Linked DNA regions of Mus musculus: region 1 is linked to region 2. The links are chromatin contacts, called in public HiChIP or PLAC-seq maps. All regions are on one chromosome and are shown on one strand. The core of a region is the stretch at or near the end of the contact, and the rest is flanking DNA. Distances in the headings are between cores, read along the strand shown. Region 1 holds the start of Aqp3 (aquaporin 3). Region 2 overlaps Aqp7 (aquaporin 7).

What was found. HiChIP or PLAC-seq counts read pairs in DNA pulled down with a chosen protein or histone mark.
Region 1: an H3K27ac HiChIP or PLAC-seq map of embryonic stem cells shows a contact between it and region 2, with 6 read pairs. The contact joins the promoter of Aqp3 here to the enhancer-like site in region 2. A contact is called at or near these places in 18 of 39 promoter capture datasets (the 3T3-L1 cell line, the C10 cell line, the HPC-7 cell line and 12 more), 5 of 484 Hi-C or Micro-C datasets (the C10 cell line, bone marrow-derived macrophages, cortical neurons and 2 more), 4 of 115 datasets of contacts at active chromatin or transcription factors (embryonic stem cells, intestinal villus epithelium and pancreatic cancer cells) and 3 of 9 other capture datasets (adipose tissue, liver and pancreatic islet).

What each region holds. Positions count from the first base shown.
Region 1 is chr4:41,094,691-41,099,929 of GRCm38.p6, reverse strand. Aqp3 (aquaporin 3) reads left to right here and starts at 1,747. Exons shown (of 6, transcript NM_016689.2): 1 at 1,747-1,928; 2 at 4,659-4,785; 3 at 5,092-5,229. The coding sequence starts at 1,821.
Region 2 is chr4:41,028,373-41,033,914 of GRCm38.p6, reverse strand. It overlaps Aqp7 (aquaporin 7), which reads left to right. Exons shown (of 8, transcript NM_007473.4): 8 at 1-841. Among named protein-coding and RNA genes, the nearest start is that of Aqp7, 17 kb to the left of the region's middle. Within about 2 kb of position 2,559, at least 20 of the 459 cell types and tissues checked have an H3K27ac peak or open chromatin away from gene starts, as enhancers often do. A contact at or near this core is called in adipose tissue, bone marrow-derived macrophages, embryonic stem cells and 1 more, where this site is marked.

The sequences.
Region 1 (5,239 bases), core at 498-2,997, 67 kb before region 2:
TCTTCTCTTCTCTTCTTTTCTTTTTTTGAGACAGGCAGTTAGTAAGTTGCCCAGGCTAGCCTTGAACTCACCCAGTAAGATAACTGCTGAGTCCCACCCTCAGAACCCGTCGGGGGCCGAGTGCAGCCACTACCCCTCTGCCTAGCCTGGAGGCGCTGGTGGGGAAGACGGGTGACAGTTGTAAGGAGGGTCCTGTGGAGCTTGAATTTGTAAGCTTCCTGTCACCCTCCCAAGTAGCTGGTGAACTCTCTCTTTTTGAGACAGGGTCTTATTATGAAGCCTAGGCTAATTCCAAATCCACAATTTTCCTACCTTAGCTCGTGAGTGCTGGGATTATGGGTATGTGCCATGAAACCTGGTTGAGTTTAATCTCTCTCTAAAAAAAAAAAAAAAAAAAAAGCCAGGCGTGGTGGTGCACGCCTTTAATCCCAGCACTTGGGAGGCAGAGGCAGGCGAATTTCTGAGTTCAAGGCTAGCCTGGTCTACAGAGTGAGTTCCAGGACAGCTAGGGCTACACAGAGAAACCCTGTCATGAAAAAACAAAACAAAACAAAACAAAAAAAGTAAAAATAATTATGCCAGATGTGGTGGCTCCCGTTTTTTCAAATTCCGGCCCTTGGGAGGCAGAGACAGGTAGATCTCTCTTAGTTTAAGGACTGGGGCTACATGGTGCGTTCCAGGCCAGCCAGGGTTGCAAGGTAAGGCCTTATCTAAAAAAGAAAGAAAGAACGAAAGAAAGAAAGAAAGAAAGAAGGAAGGAAGGAAGGAAAGAAGGAAAGAAAGAAAGAAAGAAAGAAAGAGAGAGAGAGAGAGAAAGAAAGTGAGAGAAAGAAAGGAAGGAAGAAAGAAAGAAAGAAAAATTAATGATGATATACATGTGGGCACATGCACTGCTATGAACGTGTGGAGTTGGTTCTTTCTCTTCGGGTGGGTTTCAGGGATTGAATTCGGGTTGTCAGTCTGCCCTGGCAAGCGCTCTTCCTGTTGAGCCTACTCCCGGGGCCCCAGCTTAATTACTTAAAAGAGTAGATTTACATCGATGGGAGTGGGAAAGGAGGAGTTAAAAACAGCTGGAATTCACATGATGTAGCATGTGACATGTCAAGACAACAGCAGCTCAGCCAAGGGGGAAGGTCCACAAGGAGAAAGCCCAGGTATCCCGGCCCGCACGTGGCGCGTCCAGACGGTGTGACCAGGTCACAGGACATATACCATGCTAATCAACACATGCAACATGTGACATGTTCCCAGGGCACACGAAGCGCTGGTGAATTCTGGTTAGAACTCTGCATACACCTGCCTACCAGGGTCGTCACTCTGAGGTCTCTTCCCACTAGAGGTTTATAGCCTCCTTTAAAAATCAGCCGCCCGATTGAAGACCTGTTCTATCCAGTCATCGCAGCAAGCTGGTTCCTCACTCCTAGCGTGAGACGATGCCCACAAAGGCTCTCTGTGAAGGGGGTTGGGGTAGGGGGGTGGGGGGGGGTGGCGCTCGGGAGACCGCTTGCTCTTCCCGTTTTCACAGTATCCCAGTCCTCTCAGTACAACACTCACTCCCCTAAGAATCCTGCAGAGCCAACCCACCCTTAAAGCTCCACAGGACCCTCCTTACAACTGTCACCCCGCGTCCCCACCAGCGCCTCCAGGCTAGGTGGAGGGGTGGTGGCCGCACTCCGCCCCCGCGGGGTTCCGAGGGTGGGGCTCAGCAGGCTGAGCGTATAAAGGGCGCCACCTGCGCTCCGGGCCACCGCTCTCGGTGCCTTGCGCTAGCTACTTTGCACTCGTACGCCGCCGGACCTCGCCGCTGCCTGCCTCGCGCCATGGGTCGACAGAAGGAGTTGATGAATCGTTGTGGGGAGATGCTTCACATCCGCTACCGGCTGCTTCGCCAGGCGCTGGCGGAGTGCCTGGGGACCCTCATCCTTGTGGTGAGTGCAGGGTAGTGAGCAGTCCTATCTATTTCAGGCCCCGTGGTCCCCAACTCCTTATTCACTCCAGGGACAGTTTTCCAGGCAGACACGACCAGTTCCCCAGCTCTGCTCCCGAGGCTTAACCCTCAGGGTCAAGCTGACCTCCAAAGCCTTCAACAGTCTTGACAGTTCTAACTCAACTTGTGACAGTGCTACTTACCCAAGAACAGCTCTGCTATTTTGCCTTTCCCCCTGGAGACAGAGACCAAGGCTGCGGAGGGTCACCCCTTAGTGTGGGACCTCCCACACGTTTCCTGGCTTCCCAACTTTCCCAGGGCTCCAACCTCAGGACACAGCAGAGAAAGGCAAATGGACACCCCTATTAAGTTATTTGGGTCTTGGGTGTCTGGCCCCTAATGAATAATTAAGCCTCAGAAAGTCCAAAAGTTGCAGTGAAGTGAGGGCGGATTACGGCAGGTAGGGGCAGAGGGCGCAGATTTCTTGGGCTGTAAGCAGCAAAATCGGAAGAACGGAGATTGTGGAAGGAAACAGAGCCTAACAGAACAGTGGGCGCGTCTAAATGTGTTGTGCACACGCTGTAGGAGTCCTTCGGATCCTGCGACCCAGATGCTTCCAGCGTCTTTGCTGGCCTTTTGATCCCCCCTCTGCCTCTCCTCTCAATGGCCCCTGGTGAACCCCCAGATCTCAGGCTTCTGCAGTTTTGCCCCGAGTTCTGGTTAACTTGGCGCACTTCTTGATCAGACAGACACTATGGCTTTCATTTCCTGTCCCAGTTACTCTGATTTTCAGCCACTGACTTGTTTTTCTGAGTCTCTTCTCAATTCCGGTGTCCCTTTTTGCAGTGGGGTGGGTTACTTGAGTTCCAGCAACAGCCTCAGTCTTGGGTAGTGCAGATCAGTCAACTGGCGAGGGAACATGGTGGGGCAGGCTACACATGGAGAAAGGGGGCCCAAATGTGCCTCTGACTTCATAGACTAGTGGCCTATCAGTTGTCCCCACTCCCTCCTGCCTCGGTGGTTCCCTGTTTCCTATCTTGATTTGTGAGTCTGGCCACCTGTTCGGTTGAGAGCAGCAAGAGGACAAGGGAGGGTGTCTTACAGTTTCAAAATGGGGCCCCCTCATCCCGTCCCAGTTCTCAGAGCCTATTCCTCTGTAAAAGAACAGTCAGTCCCCCCACTGAGTCCCAGGATCACTTGGCTTAGCCTAGACCACAAAAAGAGGGTTCTGGATTTGTGGTGAAGGCTTTCAGGCTCAGGTAGATGCGAGAGATCAGGTGTCAGGGAAAAGCTTGAGGAGAGGGGAGAGCAAGCCTAGTGGATCCCCTGATGACTGAGGGCCTGCTCGTGTCCCTGTGTTGGGGACTTGAGACCTCTGTGTCAGGATCCAGGTTGACTTTGGGGTGAGGAAAGCCCCCTTTTTTCTGAGGTATATAGTTGGGTGGTATATGGGGTGAGGGGCTGGCTAAGAACCTGCAGCTGGGTGAAAGTGCAGGATAAGGAAGAGGAAAGATTAGCCCCAAGGTGGTGGAACTGGCTTTGACAGCCTCCTCCTCCGGAGGCCCCTTGGCACGGAGCCAAGTCTGGGCCTCAGGCAAAGAGCTCAGGCCAGGGTCTGACTGGACATAGTGCCCGGGACGGCCACATGCCTCCACCCCTTGCTCTTACAATCTCTGACCTTTGCTCTCACCTGCCGGAACACCTTTGACCTACATCGCTGCCACTGGCCTCCCTGCCTCATCTTCCCGAGTGATAATAATCAGTGCTTAACAACCCAGCACCCAGGCTTGGACCCATTAGAGTTAATGAGGCACAGCTTGCTGCTGGCCAGCGTAGCACTTACTTGTTTGTGAGACCCCGGGTCTCCTTCGCCCTAGTCCTTGGCTGTTCTAGAACTCACTCTGTAGACCAGGCTGGTCTCTCTGCCTCGAGAGTGCAGGGATCAGGCCTGGCTCAGCATAGCACTGGTTCAGTTATGGAGAACTGAGAAAGGAGTCCCAGGGCCGGGCTGGAGGAGCGTGGAGGGCCACTAGAGACTTGAGGCAACAGCACTTAACAGTTGGTGGAGAGTATTCACACTTGAACATATGTCTGTCTGTCCCTGCCGATCCTGAGGCACCTTTTAGTCCCTCTATCCCAGGGTTAGAACAGATCTCACGGGACCTAGAGGGAAGAGCTGCTTAAAACCTTCTATTTAGGACTCTACAGATCAGAGTGGAAATCCTGGAGACAGCGGGCTGGAGAAGGAAGAGGAAAAGTGGCCTGGGGAGGGACCGGCAGGGACAGATGTGAACAGGGAGGCTATAATGAGGAACACGTGAGGACCAGATACGCAGACATTTCTCCATGCAGGAGTAGATTCAACTTCTCTTTTGATCTCTCTCCGTGGCCCCCACCTCCTCCACTATGACCTGGGCTTTGGAAGAGTCCAGGACGATGGGGTATTTCCTACCTCTGTGTGCCAAATCTGGAGGACGGGCAGAAACTGCTGTAGTGATAGCTCCCTTCTGTGCCCTTCCCGGATTCAAGAAAAACCAGTGGATGTCATTTAACCACCTGGGTCCCCAGTCATGTACCCATTACTGATTCCCCCCCATCCCCCCATGAGGCTCTGCACGTCTCCTCTTTCTGGGACTTAAGGAGGGATTTGGGTTATATCCCAGGAAGCACCTTCAGTGGTGTCAGGCATGTCTGATCTCAGTGGGACTTCACTTGCTTTGTTTTCCGACAGATGTTTGGCTGTGGCTCCGTGGCTCAGGTGGTGCTCAGCCGTGGCACCCATGGTGGCTTCCTCACCATCAACTTGGCTTTTGGCTTCGCTGTCACCCTTGGCATCTTGGTGGCTGGCCAGGTGTCTGGTAAGGCCTCAACCCCAGCTTCAGTTTTCAGCCCTCACCAGCATTTCCAACAAGTATCTGCCTAGAGAGCAGAGGGGGAGGAACAACTCCAACCAAGGACGCACACTAACAGCACCTCAGCTTTGGGCCCTTTGGAGGCAAGGGTGGAAGAGACTTCACAGAACCTTTGACTTTCACCTTGGAATCAAAGATCAGTCTGTGACATAGTCCAACTGCCATCCAGGCTAAGAAAACCTACCTACACCCCAGAAAGGAAGAGCCCAAGGTGGCAGGCTGTAACTAATGGATGCTATCTCCTCTTCGCAGGTGCCCACTTGAACCCCGCTGTGACCTTCGCAATGTGCTTCCTGGCACGAGAGCCCTGGATCAAGCTGCCCATCTATGCACTGGCACAGACACTGGGGGCCTTCTTGGGCGCTGGGATTGTTTTTGGGCTGTACTACGGTAAGCATTC
Region 2 (5,542 bases), core at 1,310-3,809:
TGTCTACTTTGGGGGCTCAGGGTGAGTGATATAAAGGGCTTTCGTGCATCAGTATGTGTGTTGGGGGAACAGTGAGAAAAAGACCGGAGGTAGCTGATGGGAGATCAGATTTGGGGGTCTTTGACGGTTTTCTGGATAGGAGTACAGGATCTCCTGGCTTCTCCCTTCCTCTAGTTTTGAGCCAGAGAAGGTAAGGCTAAGAGTTTACATCAGAATTCCTCAACTTTTTTTTTTTTTTTTTGTTAATGACTTCCTCAGTGGCCTTGTAGTTCTCCACCCCTGTTTTTCTTAAAATTATGTAGCCCAGGCTAGCCTTGACTGGAACTCTTATATAACTAAGTTTAGCCATGAACTCTGGATTGTCTGGCCTCCACCTCCTGAGTTCTGGGATTACAGGTGCGCACCACCATTCCCAGTTTATATGTGGTGCTGGGATCAAACCCAAGGCCTTGTGTATGCTAGGTAATATCCATAACTAACTTAAATCCCAGCTCCCCAGTTTTTTCTTTTCTTGTCTTTTCTCTTTCTTTCTCTCTTTCTTTCTTTCTTTCTTTCTTTCTTTCTTTCTTTCTTTCTTTCTTTCTTTCTTTCTTCTTTCTTTCCTTCCTTCCTTCCTTCCTTCCTTCCTTCCTTCCTTCCTTTCTTTTTTTTTTTCTTTTTTTGGTTTTTCAAGACAGGGTTTCTCGGTGTAGCCCTGGCTGTCCTGGAACTCACTTTGTAGACTAGGCTGGCCTCGAACTCAGAAATCCGCCTGCCTCTGCCTCCCAAGTGCTGGGATTAAAGGCGTGCGCCACCACTGCCCGGCCCAAATTTTTTCTTAATTAAAAATTTTAATACCACATATGTACTGTGTGTCTTCCATCTGTGATAAGTATGTGTGTGTGTGTACATATGTGTATATTTCTCCTTTTCCTTTTCTTCCTTTTTTCCCCTTCTGCTTTTTTTTCCTCTTTTGACAGGCTCTCACCATTACTCTGGCTGACCTGGAACTCTGCTATGTAGGTCAGGCTAGCCTGAAACTCACATAGATACATCCACCTCTGCCTTATGAGTGCTGGGATTAAAGGCCTGCACCACCATACTTGGCTGAAAAGTGCTTGAAACCCATTTCCAGAATCATTTTTTTGTATTGCTTGGTATGGGGTGAAAGCTTTTAAGGGTTGGCTTCTAATTTCTTCCTTCCAGTCACTAGGAGGAACTGATTCCAGAGGTGGGAAGGAGGAAGCAAGCAGGCAAATCTTTCAAACAGGGTAAGGGACAGGAAAAAGCCTCCTGAGCTGGAGGGAAGGTTCGGAGGACCAGCTGTTGGTGGCGTCAGTCTGGATTCAGAAGACAGCATCCCTCTGTCCTTCTGTTACTGTCTCCAGCTGCTGAGCCCTTACTGTGTGCAGGCCCTGGGAATGCATGATGCAAGAGGCTGGGCCTTTGCATCTGGGGGCTGCAGTGCCTGCACGTGTGTATGTACGTGTGTGTCTGTGTGTGCATGTATGCCTATGTGTGCTTGTGTGCACATGTGTGCACGTGTACATTCGTGTGTGTTTGTGTGTGTATGTGTGTGTGTTGCTGGGTGGGGAATGAGCTAAGCAAGAGGGAGAGGCATTGCCCCAAGGGTTCTAGGATCAGCGAAAAGATCACAGATATTCTTGCCAGTCAGGTCAGAGATCAATTTTCAGAAGTGCAGACAGAGCAATGTGGTGTCTAGCAAGTGTCCTTTACTAGAATTGAGAGCCACACGATAGCCTGAGTTTATTGATTCTTTCCCCCTATCCATGTAGGTGTCCTAACCTGCTGAGCCATCACACTGGAAATAAGTTTTTTGTTTGTTGTTTTGAGATTCGGTCTCTTTCTGTATCCAAGGCTAGCCTCTAACTGTTAACCCTCCTGCTGGGATCCCAGGCCTGATTGGCTCCTTGCAGTTTCTGGTCTCAGTGTCAGGTCACAAGAGCCTTGACCCCATCCACAGATCAGTTGTCTCTATTCTCAGTTGATACTGGCTGAAAGTCTACACCAGGGCAGACACCACTGAGCTTAAAAGGGCTAGAGACACAAGGACATCCTCGGCCTCCTGTAGTTTATATTCCTGTACAATTCATGGTGTGTGAGACATGATGCTAAGGCAGTGGGAAGATGCAGGGATGACACAGTGAGCCATGTGGATCCTGAGGGAAGAGCCTGGCAGGCTGAAGGTGAAGCCAGTGCATAGCCCATGACTGGGAGGCTGGAGGAGTCACTGGGCTGCAGTGCAAAGATGGTGAAGGGCAGGAGGGGATGAGGTCAGAGAAGTTAGGCCGGGGAGCCTGAGGCCAGGCCCAGGGGATTGTAGAGGACAAGTGTGGAAGAGAGGTTAGGGCATCTCTGGAGGAGAAAGCCAGGTTTCGGTGCAGGAAGGAAGGAAGCAGCCAGTATGGGTGGGGTGGGAGTCACAGCACCTATGGGGCCTTGGGCTTTCAGCTTTGTTCATTATACATTCCTTTCCCATTATTCTTCCTGACCCAGTACACACTGGCTGTGGGCCCCACCTGGCTTTGGGCCTTGTTTTCCCATCTAGACAATGAGATTTGGATCTGTTGGTGTTCCGTGGCCTCCCAGATGACTTTTCCAGACCTCTCTCTTCATCCTGCTCCCTCTCCAGTTGAGTGTGCTGTTGCAAAGGGGCATAGGCATGAGGCAGGGGCAGCTAGTCCCACGGCAGGCCCCTCGCAGACTTTGGAGAGGGTTTGGATCTCAGCTTGGTGGTCCAGCTTTGAGAAGAGTCCCTTACTCCTTGTTTGGCCTGCCCTCTCCCTCTCTCTGGGCTTTGCTAGGGGACACTGGCTACACTCTGCTCTGGGTGGTCTTACTCACCTTCAGATGGAGACTTGCAGGCTGGGAAGTAGGAACAGCCTCCTCATGCTGATGCCCTTTATGTGAGGAGGCTGTGGCCAGCGGCTTTGACTCCACACCCACCTCTGCACTGACCTTGTAGTGGAAGGAGTAGGTCTTAGAGAGATTCCAGCCATCCCATATAATAAGGAGCGTGGGACACTTAAAAGCACAGGAAGCCACCAGCCTGGATCTGAGTCCTTGCTCTACCCTCACTAGCTCTATGACCTGAGGTAGAAGCTCCCACCTCATAGCCAGTGCTAGGAAGACAGGGTTCTTCCGGGCACAGGGGTCTTCACGCTTGCTGCCTTCACTCCACTATCATCCAGTCCTCTTACATTCAAGGATGCTAAGGGCCATGTGTCTAGGCACCCAAGGGTATGACCTCTGCTAGCTTTGGGCTTTATACTGTCAAATATACTATGCAACAAGAATATAAATAACATACAGGAACAATTAAATAACACACACACACACACACACACACACACACACACACACACACACACACACACACACTTCTCATGCCCTCACACAAAACAAGCCCTTATATATAGTCCCAGATGCTCGAGAGACTGAATCAAGAGGTTTGAAGGCAGCAGGGCAACATAGAAACATTTGTTTCAAAACAAAACAGCAAACCTCCCTCCTTACATTGAAAAGCCCAATGTTTCAAGTGTCCACTTCTGAAACCCTGACAGGCTGTTGAGACTCAGTGGGCCTCAGTTTGCTTACTTGTTAAATAAGGATGAGGCTCAGAGACAGAGGAGTTTCTGTGTTTACTACTATTATCATTTCCCTGTGATAGAACGGGCTGGGTAGTGTCTGCTAACCAGACACCTAGCTCCAGCTGAAGGGAAGGTCAGAGCAAAGGCTCATGGGTGTGAACCAAAGGTAGAGGAGAGGGCAAGGCTGGGAGAGCTGGAGGCACCATTGCCCTGGTCCTCTGGCCTGGCCTGTGCCCTGAATGGTTGACAGAGTGTTCTGGCACCATCCTAGTATCTCTTCTTTTCCATCCACTCTCCAGACATGACCTCGCCATCCTTTAAAAATCATGATGTACTAGCTCCCTAGCCCAGTCCTGTCTCCAGAGACTTCAGACTCCCATGTATGGCCTCCTAACAGGCAGACTGTCAGCTTTTTTAAAAAAGATTTTTATTTATTTTATGTATATGAGTGCTCTATCTGTATGTACACTTGCATGCCAGAAGAGGGCATCAGACCTGTTATAGATGGTTGTGAGCCACCATGTGGTTGTTGGGAATTGAACTCAGGACCTTTGGAAGAGCAGCCAGTGCTCTTAACCACTGAGCCATCTCTCCACAGCCCCAGACTGTCACCTCCAACGCCTCTTCTTCTCCTCAGTAAATGGCAAATTCAGTCTTTCAGCTGCTCTGGTGACAAACTTTGAAATCATCCCTGCCTCTTCTCTCTCACACATCCCACACTGCAGCTGTCAACAAATCCCTTAGGTATTATTATCTGCAAAACATATCCAGAATCCAGCCCCACCACACACCACAGACACTGCTGTCTCTCTTGGATGGCACTAGTGCGTGATAGCCTCATCTTAAGATGCTCGTCCTTGCAGTCTTAATATAGGGTCTGGATCCCTTATTTATTTTTATTACTTCAAATTTCCGTTTTTTGTATGTGGGTGGTGCATACCAGTGGAAGCCGGAGGGGCAGGGTCCCTCTGGAGCTGGAGGAGGTTGTGTGGGTGTTGATTTGGGTGCTGAAACTAAAGTTGGGTCTTCTGGAAGGACAATGGGTGCTCTTGAGTTAGATCTTACACATTACTCTACCCAAAGCTTTCCATTGGCCAGTAAAGCCTGAGCTGACCCCATTAAATCCCAGTATCTTTTGGACAGCTGCTCTTCCCTGTTACTGGCTCCCCCATGGCCTTTGGATCTTGCTGTTTCTCCACAGTTTATGGTAATGGCTCCGCAGCAGAGCCCTTTGCTGTGGCTTTCCCCCTCTGCCTGGAATAGTTTTCCTTTGGGTAGTTGCATGGTTTGCTTTCTCCCTGTGTCTATTTAACAACAAACAGAGAAAAGGATCAGCAAAGAAATGAAAACGTGGGCTGGCGAGATGGCTCAGTGGGTAAGAGCACCCGACTGCTCTTCCGAAGGTCCAGAGTTCAAATCCCAGCAACCACATGGTGGCTCACAACCATCCGTAACGAGATCTGACTCCCTCTTCTGGAGTGTCTGAAGACAGCTACAGTGTACTTACATATAATCAATAAATAAATCTTTAAAAAAAAAAAAAAGAAATGAAAACGTGACAAGAATATGGTTTGTAACTGCTACTAAAATGTTTGAACTTCCAGGCCCTGGTGGGGCACACCTTTGATCCCAGCATTCAGGAGGCAGAGGCAGGCAGATTTCTGAGTTCAAGGCCAGCCTGGTCTACAGAGTGAGTTCCAGGACAGCCTGGGCTACATACACAGAGAAACTGTCTCGAAAATAATGAAACAAAACAAAAAGGTTGAACTACAGTACTTTCAGGAGGATGGGTGAGTACACCCCACGCTCCGGCTTAGGGTTCTATACTGCTCTCTAGTGGCCACTCTAGAAATAAAGTCCTGTCTTCTGAGAGGTTCAGCTTGTTGTTTCATTTTCTTGTCCACTTCACAGGACCTGTTGGACCATCCTGCCCTACAGAGTTTTCAAAAGAG